Linked DNA regions of Pan troglodytes: region 1 is linked to region 2. Evidence: chromatin contacts called from public HiChIP or PLAC-seq data. All regions are on one chromosome and are shown on one strand. The core of a region is the stretch at or near the end of the contact, and the rest is flanking DNA. Distances in the headings are between cores, read along the strand shown.

Evidence for each region. HiChIP or PLAC-seq counts read pairs in DNA pulled down with a chosen protein or histone mark.
Region 1: a contact with region 2 is called in an H3K4me3 HiChIP or PLAC-seq map of stem cell-derived excitatory neurons, with 6 times the contacts expected there. The contact joins the promoter of TOR3A here to the promoter of SOAT1 in region 2. A contact is called at or near these places in 2 of 7 Hi-C or Micro-C datasets (blood and stem cell-derived neural progenitor cells) and 1 of 1 datasets of contacts at active chromatin or transcription factors (stem cell-derived excitatory neurons).

What each region holds. Positions count from the first base shown.
Region 1 is chr1:70,037,421-70,042,236 of NHGRI_mPanTro3-v2.0_pri, reverse strand. It overlaps TOR3A (torsin family 3 member A), which reads left to right and starts at 1,730. Exons shown (of 6, transcript XM_514028.9): 1 at 1,730-3,682; 2 at 4,235-4,348. The coding sequence starts at 3,424.
Region 2 is chr1:69,825,170-69,829,690 of NHGRI_mPanTro3-v2.0_pri, reverse strand. It overlaps SOAT1 (sterol O-acyltransferase 1), which reads left to right and starts at 2,911. Exons shown (of 16, transcript XM_514030.6): 1 at 2,911-3,151.

The DNA of each region.
Region 1 (4,816 bases), core at 481-2,980, 210 kb before region 2:
ACTTGCTTTTGACCCAGTGTTTCCAAGGCAGATGGTTCTGACTGCCTTCAGTGGGGTTGGGAAGATGTCTGTTGTAAAGCTAGGTCATACTCAGATGACATCAATAAAGGTGTTGTGTGCCAATTTTGCCTTAGGCTTTTTTTTTTTTTTTGGTTTGACAGTCTTGCTCTGACGCAGGCTGGAGTACAATGGCACAATCATCGCTCATTGGCAGCCTCGAACTCCTGAGCTCAAGTGATCCTCCTCCCTCAGCCTCTCAAGTAGCTAGGATTATAGGCGCGCACCACCACACGCAGCTTATTTTTTATTTTTATTTTTGGTAGAGACAAGGGGTCTAGCCTTATTGCCCAGGCTGGTCTGAAACTCTGGCTTCAAGCGACCCTCCTGCCTCAGCCTCCCAAAGTGCTGAGATTACAGGCATGAGCCACGGCTCCCTGCACAGAAAGACCTTCTTAAAGTGCAGGTTTTGATTCAGTATGTCTGGGGCCTGAGATTCTGCATTTCTAACAAGCTCCTGGGTGATGCCAGTGGTGGGGTTCTGGAACCGCCCTTGAGTAGCACCGTAATGCTTGCTAAAGAATCATAGTTGTCTGTAGTTTTCCCAGCAGCCTCTAGATGTCCCCGTCATCCATGAGATACTGCTTCCAGACCTTTAAACCGAGCACAGCCTCCAAGGCCTGAGACCGAAAGGAGTATTTATTGAAATACTCAAGAGACCTATCTAGAAACTGGTGTTTGGATTTATTGTTTCTACACGGGACTGACTCTTTGGTGAAAAAGTGTTTACGTCTTTTTTTTTTTTTTTTTTTTTTTTTTGGAAAAAAACGGCCAGGCGCAGTGGCTCACGCCTGTAATCCCAACACTTTGGGAGGCTAAGGCAGGCAGGCAGATCACCTGAGGCCAGGAGTTCGAGACCAGCCTGGCCAACATGGCGAAACCCCGTCTCTAAAAATACAAAAAAAAAAAAAAAAAAGCGGGGGCGTGGTGGTGAACGCCTGTAATCCCAGCTACTTGGGAGGCTGAGGGGGAAGAATCGCTTGAACCCGGGAGGCAGAGGTTGCAGTGAGCCGAGATTGCACCACTGCACTCCAGCCTGGGCGACAGAGCAAGACTCCGTCTCTAAATAAATAAATAAATAATAAAAATGTCTTGAAATCAAGTTGATTGTCGAAGAACTTCCCAGCTAACCTACTTTATTTGCCATGGGATGCTAAATCCAAGTCAGAACATCTCAGAAATGAGCAGGTAGCCCTACATAAAAGTTCCAAGTAGAGATAATTCTTTCCACAACATCTTAAAACTTGGATTGTTTTAATAAACTATTGTTACTATTAATTTTTTCACCATAAATTCACTTATAAACCACCAGTATTAACTAAGGCCATCCTTGCCTCCTGTGTAGACCACCCAGAGCCTCCTCCATGGCTGGGTAGATACAGAAATAAAACTGGCCACGTATTGAGTGTTGTTGATGTGCTCATTGAATGAGCTCATTTAATCTTCACAGCAGCCCTATGAGGGGACTATTTTATTATCCCTTTTTATAGGTGAGGAAACAGGCATGGGACGGTTCAGTAACACCCATGGTTGCACAAATAGAAAATGGTAATCACTATATTAGACTGCCATTCAGACTCAAACGACATTTGTTGAGTGAGTTAATTTTTTTTCTTTTCTCTTCTTTTTTTTTTTTTTTTTTTTTTTTTTTTTTTTTTTTTTTTTTTGAGATGGAGCCCTGCTCTGTCACCCAGGCTGGAGTGCAGTGGCACCATCTTGGCTCACTGCAACCTCCGCCCCCTGGGTTCAAGCCATTCTCCTGCCTCAGCCTCCTGAGTAGCTGGGATTACAGACGCGCACCATCACACTCGGCTAATTTTTGGATTTTTAGTAGAGACTGGGTTTCACCATGTTGGCCAGGCTGGTCTCGAACTCCTGATCTCAGGTGATCCGCCCGCCTCGGCCTTCTAAAGTGCTAGGATTACAGGCGTGAGCCACCACACCCGGCCTAATTTTTTTTGGTTTTCCAATAAGCACTGTGGTGTATGTGCTGTTAACTGACTCCGGTGGACTCCGCAAGCTCGATGTACACAGTGCTGGGCTGGTGCCATGGCTGCTACTCTATGAAAAGTTTTTGACATCACACTGAATGGCTGAGACACTATAAACATTTTACTTTTCAACTCAACCTCGTGTCCTAGCAAAGATGCTTATCTAGTTTCTGTAGCTGTTCGAATGAAAGGCACAAATTTGGTGAGCTGCTGAGAATGGAGCAGACCTGGCACTGGGTGTGATCTAAGAGACTGGGGTGAACAGATGAATCAAGTTGCCTGTGACATTTGTGAGACACGGTGCTAGTATTCACCTTACTGTCTGGAGGGCCCAACCTCAAAGCCACTAAACATATGACATTAGCCAAGTCCTCTGATCTCTCTAGACAGCAGTTTTCTCCTAAGACAAGACGGCTTTTTGGCTTGGCTGAAGTAAGCCAGGTGATTTTAAACAATGCATTAAGCTCTTCTGAAATCTAACAGCCTTGTTCCATGCTCCTCGCTATAGAGAAGAGAGCGCTGAGGGAAAGAGGCCCTGTAGTCTTTTGCCAATGGTGTCGGATGGGCTGCTCAGTCCCAGCACTTGAAAGTTGCAAACCTAGTCAAGAAAGTGCACACAGTACTTCGGCTTTTTATGAGATATAATTACATTGACATGACGCCTTATGATTTACCCATGACTCGGGGGGTTTCCAAACTCCAAACACCTCCAGACTGGAGCCCATCAATCAGCTTCCTCTTGCTTTTCGTGGACTCCCACTGTGGAAACCTGCTGGTGTTTTGCTGCGGTTTCATTTCCCTCTGCGGAGGAGCCAGGGCAACCTTGCAGACAGGCACCTAGCTGTGCCCTTCTTTCCAGGGCCTCTTCTCCACTCAGCTGACTCCCCTGGCCTGCCTAACGCTCCTGACTGAGACGGTTTACCGGCTTCCTCTAACAGGTTGGCGGGAAGTTGATCTGCAAACGCGAGGCAAAGCAGGAGTGTCCTTATTCGGTAGGCCTCTGATGGGCCACCAGAGCCGTCCGAAAGTCCTAGCGGAGTGATTGACAGTGGCCATTTCAAAGCCTGAGTTCACCTTCTTTGCAACCACAATCACGACCCAGAATAAACTGCTTCCTGGAAGCCGGCTAGTTGCACCTGGCCTGAAGTCAGTCTCGGGACTGCCTCTCAGGACCCCAGACAGGGTTTCGGGTTCCCGCCTGGGTCACGTGTACGGAGGCTGCCAGTGCGCACTCAGCCCGGCCCGCCGGTCGCCACAGCAACACCAATCCCGGGTTCACGCCCGCCTAGGAAGTGCGGTCCCCGCCTGACCGCCCCGGGTTTAAGGGAGCCTGGCTAGGCCGGCAGCCGGAGGGTCCCGCAGCTCGGGGCCGGCCATGCTTCGCGGTCCGTGGTGCCAGCTTTGGCTCTTTCTCCTGCTGCTGCTCCCGGGCGCGCCTGAGCCCCGCGGCGCCTCCAGGCCGTGGGAGGGAACCGACCAGCCGGGCTCGGCCTGGGCCTGGCCGGGCTTCCAGCGCCTGCAGGAGCAGCTCAGGGCGGCGGGTGCCCTCTCCAAGCGGTACTGGACGCTCTTCAGCTGCCAGGTGTGGCCCGACGACTGTGACGAGGACGAGGAGGCAGCCACGGGGCCCCTGGGTAAGACCCCGTCCCCACGGCCCGCCGTTCGCTGCGGAGCAGAGTGCGATCCGGGCGCGGCTGTGGTCGCCTCGCTCCTGTCCGGGGCGACATCTGGGCCCGCAGTCCTGCTCTGCTCAGCCGCCGGTACCGGCTGTGGGCGGGGGCAGCCTCCGCGGAGCAGGGAGCCCCATCACCGCCCTTGCCCCACCCGCGTCCCCGGCGCACCCCCCTGGCGCCCGGCTTCCCGTCCCCCGCCTCCCCTGATCCCCGCGCTTTCCAGATTCTCTCGCACCGCCTGTGCCATCTCCCAGCCCACCCTGGAGTTATTCGAAGGTGTTGCTCTTGACAGCTCTAGGGAACGTCCGCTGTGGACATGCCTGGTGACTGCCGTCTCCCTTGCTGCTTTTGGACGCAGGGCTTGAGGACCGACAGTGGGCCGAGTCGGGGCTGGGAGTTGGAATCTGAGTTCTGGGTGTCCCTCTGTCCCTGACAAGTTGTGTGGCAAGGTTGCCGCATCACTGTCGAGCACCGGATGGTCTCCTCTCGGTCTCACAGCTCCTCCTTTTCCAGGCTGGCGCCTTCCTCTGTTGGGCCAGCGGTACCTGGATCTCCTGACCACGTGGTACTGCAGCTTCAAAGACTGCTGCCCTAGAGGGGATTGCAGAATCTCCAACAACTTTACAGGTTGGACCCCGCATGGCTTCAAGGGGCTAGGGATCTGTGGGGAGGGGAGGCAGTCCAGGGGAAATGGTTAGATGCAAGGGACCTTTCGTCATCCTGCCCAGCCTCCCGACAAGCAGGAACTGCCACAGTCTGACTGAAGTTTTGAGGGAGTACCAAATGCTTGAGTCAGGGAAGCCCCTTTTTAGCCTCTAGCTTAATAGCCCAGGCAAACTGAGCTGTTTGTCAGGCCCAGAGCACCTTGTTTCACTCTAAACAGAAACAGCTACCTCTCAGAGGGGGCTGGAACTATCCAGTGAGAGAACTGATCAGAAATTCTGGGTTGTGATTAAAAGTGTCCCTTTCTTTTCTTCTTTTTTTTTTTTTTTTTTTTTTTTTTTGAGACGGGGGCTTGCTCTGTCACCCACACTGGAGTGCAGTGGTGCGATCTCAGCTCACTGCACCCTCCGCCTCCTGGGTTCAAGCAATTTT
Region 2 (4,521 bases), core at 1,662-4,161:
GGCTTGGAGTCTGAGCACAGGCTTTGGAGTCCCTCCAATCATATATCATCTTTGCCCTTGCACTAAATGGTATCCCCATCCTCTCAATTGCTTAAGGAAACAACCTGGGAGTCATCTCGTTTACTACCTTTCTTCACACCTGCACCTCGGGAAAATATCCTGAAATCTTTCAATTTCTATTTCCACACCAACCAGCCTAGTCCAGGTACCACCATCTACCCCCTGAACTTGCCCAATAACTTTGTATTGTTCTTCGGCTCCTTTTTGTTCCATTGCTGCTCCCTTCAAGTCATTCTCTATAAAATAGGTTGATTTAAAAAAAAAATAAACCAATGGCCGGGCACGTGGCTCATGCCTGTAATCCCAGCAGTTTGGGAGGCTGAGGCGGGAGGATCACTTGAGCCCAGGAGTTCAGGACCAGCCTGGGCAACACAGCGAAACCCTGTCTCTACAAAAAATACAAAAATTAGTCTGGTGTGGTGACGACCGCCTGTAGTCCCAGCTACTTGGGAGGCTGAGGTGGGAAGATGACTTAGCGAGCCTGGGGAGGTAGAGGATGCAGTGAGCCCTGATTGCACCACTGCACTCCAGCCTGGGCGACAGAGTGAGACCCCATCTCAAAACAACAAAAACCCAAACCCTTCATTATCTTGCCTTTGCACTTAACAGATAAATCCAAACAACGTGATTAGGTTCCTGCTTAATGCTCCAAACTCAACTTCAAACCCCTATTTGACATGCTCAAGCCTCCTGGCCTGTTCCTCAAACAGCCACGCTTCAGCATCAGCCACAGTTCAGCATCGGGGCCTTCACACCCATTATCCTCTGTCTAGAATGTTCTTCCTCCCCATGGTTGGCTTGGCTGGCTCCTTCTTGTCATTTAGGTCTTAGCTCCTGAATTATCTCCTCAGAAAATCCTTGCCTGACCATTCTGTTTTGTTTTCTGCTCAGTACTTATCACTGCCAGTGATTATCTCATTTATTCGTTTTATTATTTATATTCTCCATTAGAAACATAAGCTTTTGTTGTTTGAGACAGAGTCCCACTGTGTCGATCAGGCTGCAGTGCAGTGGCATGATTTTTTGGCTCACTGCATCCTCCGTCCCTCACCCCCCATCCCCCACCACAAGCAATCCTCTCATCTCAGCCTCCCGAGTAGCTGGGACCATAGGGGCCTGCCACAATTCCCAGCAAATTTTGTTGTCATTGTTGTTGTTGTTGTTTTTTTTTTTAAATTCTGTAGAGAGGGAGTCTCACTATGTTACTCAGGCTGGTCTTGGACTCCTGGCCTCAAAGTGATCCTCCTGCCTCAGCCTCCCAAAGTGCTGGGATTATAGGCTTGAGCCACCTGTTTGTTTCCTTTCATACCTAGTCCTGCAGAACATAAGCCTCTAAGTGCAGGGGCTTCTTCTGTTTATTCACCACTGTATTTCTAGCACCAAGAATACTATCAATATTTTTTGAATGAATGAATCGAACAGTGAAAAGGCCAGTCATCTTGGTGTATATAGAAGGTAGCCAACAGAGACCCAATAGAAATGAGTGCCTATGTTCCTACTGCTCTATAACTAGTGGGAGTGGGGAGGGGAAGCAGCTGGGGGTCTACCAGACCCTGTCACCAACTAGTCAGCACACGTGGCAATCACAGTTGTAGAAGAGGCCAAACGGAGCAGATCTGCCAATGACAGCCAGTACTAAACTCGACTGGATGCTGAGGGCCATTTCTGCTTTGAGTGAACAGTGCAGCCTGCTGGGTGGCCAAGGGAACGTGTACAAATCCACTTTGTTTAAAGGACCACAGAGAGTAGTCAGTTCTGCTAAACCTCATCTATTTGTTCAGGGATTTTTGTCCTGGGGAGGAGTGGGGAAGAAGCGATTAGTCAGGCCAGGCTAGCTGGTATTAGTTTGCAGGCTGTGAGTGCGACTCTTCAGTCTCTGCTCCTCTCATCATTGCCTTTTCACCTACTTTTACCCTAAATTCACATACACCTCTGCCTTCACAAATTCCAAGCGATTAACTGTTGTATTTAATCTCTGTCCCAAATCTCTCTGCATCATTCTTCTTTTGATTATGAAGTCACGAGGGCCCTTTGTTTATTTTATTTTTAAAACTTTTTTTGAAAAGGAGTTTAGCTCTTATTGCCCAGGCTGGAGTGCAATGGCACAATCTAGGCTCACTGCAACCTCTGGCTTCCGGGTTCAAGCAATCCTCCTGCCTCAGCCTCCCGAATAGCTGGGATTACAGGCGCGCGCCACCACGCCCGGCTAATTTTTTGTATTTAGTAGAGACGGGGTTTCACCATGTTGGTCAGGCTGGTCTCGATCCTAACCTCAGGTGACCCAGCCACCTCGGTCTCCCAAAGTGGTGGGATTACAGGCGTGAGCCACCGCACCTGGCCTCAAGGGCCCTTAAATATTACTTAGTTGTTCCATTATTTTGTGTGTTTTATTATTTGGTGCAGGTTTTTTCCCCTTATCTAGTTTGAATGTTGCTGAAGGACGCTGGTTTTCAAACGGTAAGGAATCTCCTGATAAAGGCACGAATCTTGGTGTGCAGATAAGCCAGCGATTCTTGCTTCTGGCTAGTTCTACGTTGTTCCTGGATGGTCAGTTCAAACTGCAATGATCCACAGCTCCAGAAGCGGCTTCTTCCAGTCGGCCTAGGAGCCAAACGCCCCTGCAGCTCCATGCTACCACGCAGGGTGCCGTTTCGGGCTTGCAGGGAGTTGTCGCAGTCCCGTTTTGGCTGCACATTCTACTGCTGGGGTGGAAGTGTCAAGCAAGATGTTGTCGCCGGTATCATGATGTCCGGGTGAGAAGCTTCCTTGGCAGGTTGCCAGGGCCAGCCTGCGAGCACTGGCGCCGGGGACCCGCGCGCCCGGGAAGGGGCGGGGAGGTGGGCGGAGCCTGGCAACCTGGGGACCACCAATAGGATGCTCAGCCGGAGGTGGCCCTGCGCGTGACGCAGCGGTGCTCGGAGGCAGGGGGCGTAGGGGCCGGGCTGTCCGGCGCTTTAGCTTAGCAGGCGACGTTGCGGGCCCTGGGCGCCAGGAGAGCTTCCCGGAGTCGACCTTCCTGCTGGCTGCTCTGTGACCGCTTCCCGGCTCTGCCCTCTTGGCCGAAGTGCCCGCTGCCGGGCGCGGGCCTCAGGTAACGGTGGTGCTCCCGCGCCTCTCCTCGCTTCCCGCTTGGGTCCACCGGCCTCAGCCCGCGGGGAAGGGAGAAGCGGTGGCGGCAGCAGCTCCGGCCCGGCCTTGTCCTGGGCTGTGCTGCGGAGAAGGCGAGGCTCGGCGACTGCAGGGGAGTTGGGGAGGGGAGGGCGGCAAAGTTACCGTCAGGCGCCCGGGTCACGGGCAGCCTTTTAAACCCTGCAGGCTGGTTTGGTGTTCCGCAAATCTCGTGGCATCTCTCAAGTCAGTAGTAAAGAAAGTTAGGAATTAGAAGACGTTTTATTCTTTAAAAAGCGAAACCAAAAATGCACTCAGGAAGTCAGCTTTTTAATGATTTAGAGAAAATGTGTGAAGGGAAGGATGGTATTAGCAAGACATGAAAATCTGTAGGGGCACCAGAACCTTTAATCAAGCTCATGTTTTATTGTAAAATATTAGGATGTAGGTAAGTTTCTGTTTTCCCTAAGTGTTAATGGTCATGTAATTTAAATAATATGTATATTGAAAGGTTATTTCTAAGTGAGAAACAACTATATAAACTTTATTCTCCGTATATATATTTAGGTTAAGTTCGTCGGTCACTTTTGTTTGTTTGTTTGAGACGGAGTCTCGCTGTGTCGCAAGGCTGGAGTGCAGTGGCGCAATCTCGGCTCACTGCAACCTCTGCCTCCCGGGTTCAAGCGATTCTCGTGCCTCAGCCTCCCGAGTAGCTGGGATTACAGGCGTGCGCCACCACGCCCAGGTAATTTTTGTAGTTTTAGTAGAGACGGGGTTTCACCATGTTGGACCAGGTTGGTCTCAAACTCCTGACCTCAAGTGATCCGCCCGCTTCGGCCTCCCAAAGTGCTGGGATTACAGGCGTGAGCCACCGCGCCTGGCCTGTTGGTCACTTTTTAATATTTAAGTGGCTGCCACCTGTTTAAACCACTTTTTTCTTTTTTTCAGCCTGCTTGGTTTCCTCTTCCTTGAAGTAGAATTCAATTTGAAGCTTTTTTTTTTTTTTTCTTTTTAAAAGTTGGGCGGTGTCAGTGAATGACTTGTTAAGGAAGTCTGTGCGTTGTCTGGGTGTGAGAATGGGTTTTGGAAGGAGCTCTGTGGCACTGAATTATCGTTTAGAAATGCACGTGTTTTAGTGAATCACATGCTTAGAATGCATCTGAGGTTTCGCAGTCTTTTAGGATAAAGACCTACTGAGTGAGCACACTCTATCTCTGGTTCATTTGGCCCACTTTCCTTCTGGCTTTCCAGGTTCATGCCACACTGGCTTTATTTTTGTTACTGGAAAGCTTTATTTTCTTTCCTATCTCTTGGCTTTTAGGAGTTTCCTCCACCTCTAATGCTGTATTCTCT